Linked DNA regions of Zea mays: all the other regions are linked to region 1. The links are chromatin contacts, called in public Hi-C maps. All regions are on one chromosome and are shown on one strand. The core of a region is the stretch at or near the end of the contact, and the rest is flanking DNA. Distances in the headings are between cores, read along the strand shown. Region 1 holds the start of LOC103643322. Region 2 holds the start of LOC103643324 (probable alpha,alpha-trehalose-phosphate synthase [UDP-forming] 9). Region 3 holds the start of LOC100284057.

Region 1 (2,659 bases), core at 41-2,540:
CTGCTCCGTCATCTCGTTCGTGCGCTACTGCTGAAATCGAGGCTCGCTAGAGAGGGGAGGCAGGAGGTGCCGACGATAGTGACCGGTGGCGTGCATCGTGCTCGACACGCCATGACGGCACAGAGGATGTTCGATGCCCGACTGAGCGTGCAGACGGAGCCGGGGCGAGGGGAAGAAGACGACGTGTCTCGGATCTGCATCCTGCTCGCTGCTTTCTGCCGCTCTCTGCTCCACGGTTCCCATGATGGCACAGAAATGCGGAAAGCAGCGAGCAGCTTCTCGAGATCTGTTGGTGGAGCTTTGTAGAAGAAAGGAATGAGGAGTGGGGATTTCTGTTGCCGTGGGCGTGTGGGGAGTGAAGATTTCTGTTACCGTGGGCGTGTGTCTGGAAGATGTCAAATACAATTTCGATAGAAATAAAAAGAAAAATAATGTTGAATGGTTGGTATGGTAATTGATGGAGAAATAATGTTCTATGAAAAATGATATTATGTGTCAATATCTCATATACTTGCATGCGTCTAAACAAAGGGAATAAAAGAATAAAAGAAAATAGAAGGATGATAGTTGAGGAAGTTGTAGCGAAATGTATATTTTAATAGTATGGTGGGGTTTAGGGGGATTTTGTAGGGGAACCACTGTGGCACTGTGGTAAGTAAAGATGTAGGGCCCCAGCTGCTCGCGGGCCCCAGCTGTCATAGACTGTATGCGGAGTCTATGACAGCCGGGGCCCGCGAGCAGGAGGTGGCGCATGCAGTCTTCTGCGGAGAGGAGAGAGAAACCGTGGAAAAGGGGAGTGCAGGTACACGGCGTCTGTTTTGCGGAGACGGATGCGGAGGCTGCTGAAGAGCGAAATAGTGACTCAGAGCGTGTATAATGCGGATGCGGAGTGGGATGTGGAGTGTTGCTGGAGTTGGTCTAAGGTAAAACTGCTCCGGATAGCCTTAGCAGGGTAGACGTTCCTGTCAGCTCCTTGACCTATTCCTGACGTTCTTCTTCTGTAGTCCTCCGAAGCTCCAGTTTCTTTAAAATGAGCTCTCACTGTCGATGATAGAGAAACGTTACATTACTGTTTAGTGACGATCACGAGCATGCCATGATGAGCCCATGCCCAGCACGCACAACACAAGTGGCAGGAGACGACAATCCCAAGTTCCCAACGGCAGCGGAAACTTGCTTCGCACGTCGGACGGCCGACGATCAGTCGTGCAAGGATCCGTTCCATGCGGACGATTGGTTGCCGTGGGCCACGCCCAGCAGACGGCCCAGATCTATCTCCCCCAAGCTGGGCTCGCAATCTGGGTCGTCGGCGTCCTAGGCCCCCTCTTCTTCGTTGTCACGCAGTTCTCTGGCTCCGACTCTCCCTCTTCCCCACACCTAAAGATCCGAATCTAGGGAGCGGGTTCCACCACCCCAAGATTCTCGTGGCGACCTCGCAACAACCTTTTTCAGCTCTTCCCATCTCTTCGGTTGCCGAATCTCTCTCGCCTTCTCTCCTTGAGGCTTTTATAATCAGCCTGTTCTTGGTTCATCTCGTTTCTGTGGAGTGGAGACAATTTTTTCGGGTGATAGATTTCGTCTCAGAAACTCTTAAACTACCGTTGCTTTCTACTTGCTCCTCTGATTTGCGCCGAGAAACAACCACTATATAATTATCAGCGATTTCTTTCGTTCCACTCGATCCAACCTTGTTGATTTCCTTTAAAGGCAGCGCCTTTGCCAATCTACTTTTGTTGAGACAGATGTCTAGTTAGTTCTTGAAGAAGATAAGGCTTCCTCGCAGATTATTCTGTTGCTTTACTTTGATTTTGTCAGTTTTGCCCTCAATTTCCACCCGGATAGGACCCGAGCATTCTTTTATTTCTTTCTTTCCCCATAATGGCCATGTCGCTGAGCCGCTTCTCCCAGTGGATATGGCCGGGGAGCAGAACTAGAAATCCTAGAGGCCGCGAGCCACCGGCGGGGAGCACGGCCTTGACGGAAGGCCTCTTCCCGGACTCCCCGTCGGGGTTCCGGGATCCAGACCCTGGTTCTGGCGCGGCACAGCGGCGTAAGGGCAAGAGCCGCCGTCGCGGTGGCCGCGTGGAGGCGAAGGTCGATGGCGAGCACGGCATGGTTATCGTGCAGTCCGACGGTGACGGCTGCCTGTCTGACTCGGACTCCGACGGCTCCGACTGGTCCATCGGCTGGCTCGAGCCGCTCGCGCCGGACCTCCAGAGTGACGTTGACTCCGAGGGAAGCTTCGCCGTCCTCGTGCGGTGCTATCGCCGCGGCCGCGCTGACCGGCCTGACCGTCCTGATGGCAAGTTCCCTGCTCCTGGTGGTGTCGCTCACGGTCACGGTGGTGTTTCTGGTAAGCTCAATATGCTGCTCTTTCTAATTAATTAAAGTACATAACTGAGCAGGTAGACAGACAACACGTACTAATTAATTAAAGTACATAACTGAGCAGGTAGTTAGACATTACGTACTAATTAATTACAGTACATAGCTGAACTTGCTTGTTTAGCCTGTTAAAATGATGCCCTAAATTTGGCAAGTTTCTAGTTATCAACTGTTGAATGCCTTCGACCGTTTTACCCAAAAAAATATCACATTAGCAGTATCCCTCACTTTTTGTACAGTGTGCGGTGTTCCATGTTCCAAGTTCCAACTAATA
Region 2 (2,659 bases), core at 64-2,563, 380 kb after region 1:
GTGGACTACGACGAGACCTTCAGCCCTGTCGTCAAGTTCGCCACTGTTCGCGCCGTCCTCTCCCTCGCCCTCTCCCGCGACTGGGCGATCCATCAGCTCGATGTCAAGAATGCCTTCCTCCATGGCACTCTGACGGAGACTGTCTACTGCAGCCAGCCCACCGGCTTCGTCGACGCTGACCGTCCGGACCTGGTTTGCCGGCTGAACCGATCCTTGTACGGCCTCAAGCAGGCGCCACGGGCTTGGTACAGCCGCTTCGCCTCCTACCTGGCCTCTGTCGGCTTCGTCGAGGCCAAGTCGGACACGTCCCTGTTCATCTACCGGCGCGGCGACGACACCGTCTACCTCCTGCTCTACGTCGACGACATTGTGCTCACGGCATCCACCGCCGACCTCCTTCAGCGCACGATCGTCGCCCTTCAGCGAGAGTTCGCGATGAAGGACCTGGGGCCCCTCCACCACTTCCTCGGCGTCACCGCCGAACGTCGGCCCCAGGGTCTCTTCCTCCACCAGCGCCAGTACGCCATCGACATCCTGGAGCGGGCTGGCATGTCTGACTGCAAGCCCTGCTCCACGCCTGTCGACACTCAGGCGAAGCTCTCTGAGGACGACGGGCCTCCGGTCGCCGACGCGACGTCCTACCGGAGCCTCACCGGCGCGCTCCAGTACCTCACGTTCTCCAGGCCCGACATCGCTTACGCCGTCCAGCAGGTGTGCCTGCATATGCACACTCCGCGGGAGCCCCATCTCACTGCGCTCAAGCGGATTCTACGCTACCTCCGCGGCTCCCTCGACTACGGTCTCCTACTCCGCCCATCCCCGACGTCGGAGCTCGTGGTCTACACCGACGCTGACTGGGCTGGCTGTCCCGACACGCGTCGGTCCACCTCCGGCTACGCCGTCTTCCTGGGCGCCAACCTCGTCTCTTGGGCCGCCAAGAGGCAGCCCGTCGTCTCTCGCTCCAGCGCTGAGGCCGAGTACCGTGCCGTGGCCAATGGCGTGGCCGAGGCCTCCTGGCTGCGCCAGCTCCTCCACGAGCTCCACAGTCCCCTCCAGCGCGCCACCCTCGTCTACTGCGACAACGTCAGCGCGGTCTACCTCTCTACCAACCCCGTGCAGCATCAGCGCACGAAGCATGTGGAGATCGACCTGCACTTCGTCCGCGAGCGTGTCGCTGCCGGTGACGTCCGCGTTCTCAGCGTCCCCACCACGCTTCAGTTCGCCGACATCTTTACCAAGGGGTTACCGTCGAGTGTCTTTTTAGACTTCCGATCCAGTCTCAACATCTGTACAGGATAGAGTTGTGACTGCGGGGGGTGTTAGACTACCCGTCTAGGGTTTGTGCTATTCCCTGTGTAATGACCGTTATACCCCTGTGTAATGGGCCTTGGCCCAGTTACTCTCCCTATTTAATACCACTCCCAACCCCTGATTAGGGTATGGGTTCCTATTCTAACAATTTCTTTAACCTCGCCCGCGTGGCCGCGTCCCCGTCTCTATCTGTTCCTCTCTCCCAACTCCAGTCTAATGTTCTCATAGGAGGAGGGCGAGAGAAGCGAGCGAGCGAGCGAGGAAGCTGGAGCAAAACAAGCCGGTGGACCAAGTATTCGGTGACGAAGCTGAGGCGAAGGAGAGGAGGAAGGGAAGGGCCACGATCGAAGAGTGAGCGCGTCTCGTTTGATCTGGGTGAGCACCGGCTTGCGCCGTGCTTTCATTTACCTTTTGCTGTTTCTTCGGGTTTCCAGTTGTAGGGCTGCTGGCTGTAGAAGGTTCGATCTTGGCAGCAGTTTTGAACTGGATGCAGCGGCGATTTTGGTTTAGGGATTTTGTGAAATTCTTTTTTTTTCATTCGTCGCGAGTGGCTGCAATCTGCTTCTCTGTCTGGTCTCCTGTGAGAAGTTGATTTGGTTTTGGCTACCGTTCGTTTGAAATGATATGTAACGTGAAGGGGGATTCAAACAAATTTGATGCTGCTTTTGCAATCTTCTTCAAAACTTTCTAATCTTACATTCCCATCCCATTCCTCTTTTGTCGTAAAGATTTTTTGATCTTTAGTTATTACTGCACTACCGTACAAAACACTGGGCATGTTTGGTCGTTTTTGTATTCTCGAACCGGGCGTGAAATTTAGGATGTGTCCTTTGGTATTCGCTGTTACATTGTTCTATCTATAAGCATATCGTGCCGTTTTGTTTCAGTTTGATCAATTTTAGGATGTGTCCTTTCACTGTTGATCTGTTCGTTTCACGCAATAAATCAACCACCGGTTTAGATTCAGACACTCGGTTCATCTTTAGGCACGTTACTTGCTATTTTCGTTGAGATTTTTTTTTACTTCCTATGCATTTCTAGCGATGGAAAGCCAGAAATGTGATTACTATGGAGTTAGAATAATACTATTCTTTTCTTCACCAAGAAACTAGTCATGTCCTGTATATCGATAGCCATGAGCCATCAGCTTTTTCCTCATTGGTTAGAACATTCTATTTCCCAACAAGATTACAGTGTGTGATGTCTCACTGTGATCATAAAGCCCAAGATTTTGCCCCAGTTAGCTGACCATGCCAAGTAGTGACACTTCTGCAGAGCAGCCATGTAGTTGTTTCAAGTGTAAACTCCTGCTGCTCAATGCAATTAGATTTGGTGTTTGATGTAAATT
Region 3 (2,659 bases), core at 57-2,556, 310 kb before region 1:
AACCGATTTTGACTTTTCGGTGTTCGATTTGCGAGCCTTTCGATTTGGTCTCGTGTGAGTCATAAAAACATTTCAAAATCATGAGATCACTGGTTGGCTAATGTGCTTTTGGTTTGAGCGATTTCTTCATCTCGATTAAATTTAAGTGCTTAATTTCCAGTTCTAAGCAGCAAAATTTGATAGGCTCCCATTCACCTCTCTCTAGTCATCTCACCGGTCCTTCAGACACTATAATTTTAAGCCACGGAAGATCAATTTCATCTGTTAATTAATTTCCTCGCCTCCTCATTTCACCTAGATTTGGGATGTGTCTAGGAGAAGCGGATTGAAGGGACTAATATCCCCTTACTATTCAATCAATTGAATAGCAAAAGGATATTAGCCCTCCAATGTTCTCTAATCCTCTTGCTCCCAAACATAGCAGGACAGCTAATCCCAGAAGAAACAAACGAACCTCTTTACCTAAACAACTCTGTTGCCACTGGCATGGACTCGGAGTACTCTGTCGAACCAACTGACACTGTAAGATCCCAGTAATCTTGCTTGTTGGGGTAGCATTTCTTGCACGTTGGACATTCGAGACTGGTAGCATCACTGGAGATGAACAAACAACCATCAATTTGAGAACCTGCGTGATAACCAGTTAGCAGTGGCAGGTCAGGTAATGCGGGACGAAATGGGGAGGAAAGACCACTTACTCCAACTGATCGCTCGAGCTCGCCAGGGGGTAGTAGCAGATTGGACACGCCAGCTTCCTGAGCTTCGTCTCCGGCGCCGGCGCCACCAAGGGTTCCTGAAAAGGAAAGCATGCTTTTAACTAGCCGCCTTCTCAGCGGAGTGTGTGGACTTCTGAGTGGGCGGGTTCTCCGCCTGCTCGACGGAATGCTTCAGCGCGGCGGGGCGGGTCCGGGGAGCTCACCACCAGCGCCTCGTCTGGTATGTCGGGAGCGGTGACGGCAGGTGAGGAGCTGGCGCACAGGTCAAGCCTCCTCGCGGAGGCAACCCGGTTACGGCGCGCCGTGATGTGGCTCCGCGGATGCCGATTATAGCAGCACGGCGCCGTGGTAGCTGCTGCGGGGGTGATCGCCGTGCCCAGCGCCGCCATGGGAGATTGGGACTTGGGAGAGGTGGTGCGTCCCTGGAGACTGGAGGCGCGGAGAGAAAACCGGAGGCGGCGAAGCGCCGAAGCGGAATCAAAGCAGTGAGCAGAGCAGGCCGGAGGGAGCAGGTGTGCCCTGTGCGGCGTACGTGCCCGGGGCCTCCACGACAAGGCACACAATTTGTGGTGACGTGCGCGCACTGAGAGCTGATGCCACTGTGCGGCGTGCGTGCCCGGGGCCTCCACGACACGCCAAGGCACACACAATTTGTGGTGACGTGCGTACAGTGAGAGCTGATGTGTCTGGGATGAAAACGAAAAAGATAATATTAGTTTTCAAAACTTTATCAAAATTCAGAGCTAAATAAAAACGAAAACGGAAACAAAATCGATAGAAATATTACGATACCAAAACAAAAAGGGAAATTTGGATCCATACCATTAAAAGATCACCACTTTGGATTCATACCATTACTATCTCACTTACATGTGGGTCCACATGAGTCAATGACATGTAAGATCCATGGTATATATCTAAAGTTTGGATCTTTTAATGGTATAGATCCAATTGTTCCAAACAAAAACGGTTTAAATATCTTTCCATCTTTCAGCCGTTTCCAAAAATTACCGTATTATTTTACCATCAATAAAATATACAGTGCTTTTTAAAATATATCAAATCTAAACTAATCTTTGTAAATACATAATAAAATTATCTTAACTTAGAAAATTACAAAACTAATTTTATTATTTTTGTAAAATCAAGATATATCTAATGCTACATAGTTTAGAGTTGTTTGAAGCTTTTATGGTTTATATTTATAGCTTTTATGAATTGTTATTTTTGATACATGTATTCATAATTCGCCTGAAAACTTGAGAAGGATTAGAAGGACACTAATTATGTTTACTATGTCAAGTAACATGAGTACGCTAAGAATGCAAAAGCCTGTCATCATGCATGCATTGATTCTATAGTCATATGCTACTAGACTTGAAAGTGCTTTATTTAAGTACATGATGGTAATTTTATTATTGTATTATATTTTCTTGTATTTATTGTGACCTCGCGCTTTATATTAAAACTAGTAACTGGCGCACGCCAGCGCGCGTTTTTAATTGTAATTAAGTTAAATTTAATTGTATTTGTCAATAATCATAATTGCTTAGATGAGTGATATAAGTTGATTTAGTAGATACTTACATATAAAATGATATAAGTGTTCTTTCTGCATAAAGACGAAGAGGAACTTTAAAGGCAATTTTGCGAGGTGTTGCATCAGCTTGAGGCACATCATTTTGTAGGACATATATGGTCTATAATCATATTGGTACACATAAAGATGTAACAAATATAGAGGTACCCGCATGACGGACATGTGGTGTTACTTGTTAAAACAATATGTTTTGTATCTATAAAGTACGAATTAATGATTTTAAAGAAGTGTATACGGGTTAACCATTCCGTTCATCTACAATACTTGTAAGAAATTTAACTACAATGATTATTATTTGAACTATTGAAGCATTGCACAACTTCAAAATTTATGAACAGAAGAA

What was found. A called contact is a pair of places that touch in the nucleus more often than the background predicts.
Region 2: a contact with region 1 is called in a Hi-C map of ear, with 2.4 times the contacts expected there. The contact joins the promoter of LOC103643324 here to the promoter of LOC103643322 in region 1. A contact is called at or near these places in 2 of 25 Hi-C or Micro-C datasets (ear and tassel).
Region 3: a Hi-C map of endosperm shows a contact between it and region 1, with 2.6 times the contacts expected there. The contact joins the promoter of LOC100284057 here to the promoter of LOC103643322 in region 1. A contact is called at or near these places in 2 of 25 Hi-C or Micro-C datasets (ear and endosperm).

The regions. Positions count from the first base shown.
Region 1 is chr1:223,143,188-223,145,846 of Zm-B73-REFERENCE-NAM-5.0, forward strand. It overlaps LOC103643322, which reads left to right and starts at 1,291. Exons shown (of 2, transcript XM_008666473.4): 1 at 1,291-2,353. The coding sequence starts at 1,879.
Region 2 is chr1:223,519,056-223,521,714 of Zm-B73-REFERENCE-NAM-5.0, forward strand. It overlaps LOC103643324 (probable alpha,alpha-trehalose-phosphate synthase [UDP-forming] 9), which reads left to right and starts at 1,314. Exons shown (of 4, transcript XM_008666475.3): 1 at 1,314-1,686.
Region 3 is chr1:222,835,221-222,837,879 of Zm-B73-REFERENCE-NAM-5.0, forward strand. LOC100284057 reads right to left here and starts at 1,307. Exons shown (of 9, transcript NM_001156955.2): 1 at 920-1,307; 2 at 699-793; 3 at 463-594. The coding sequence starts at 1,105.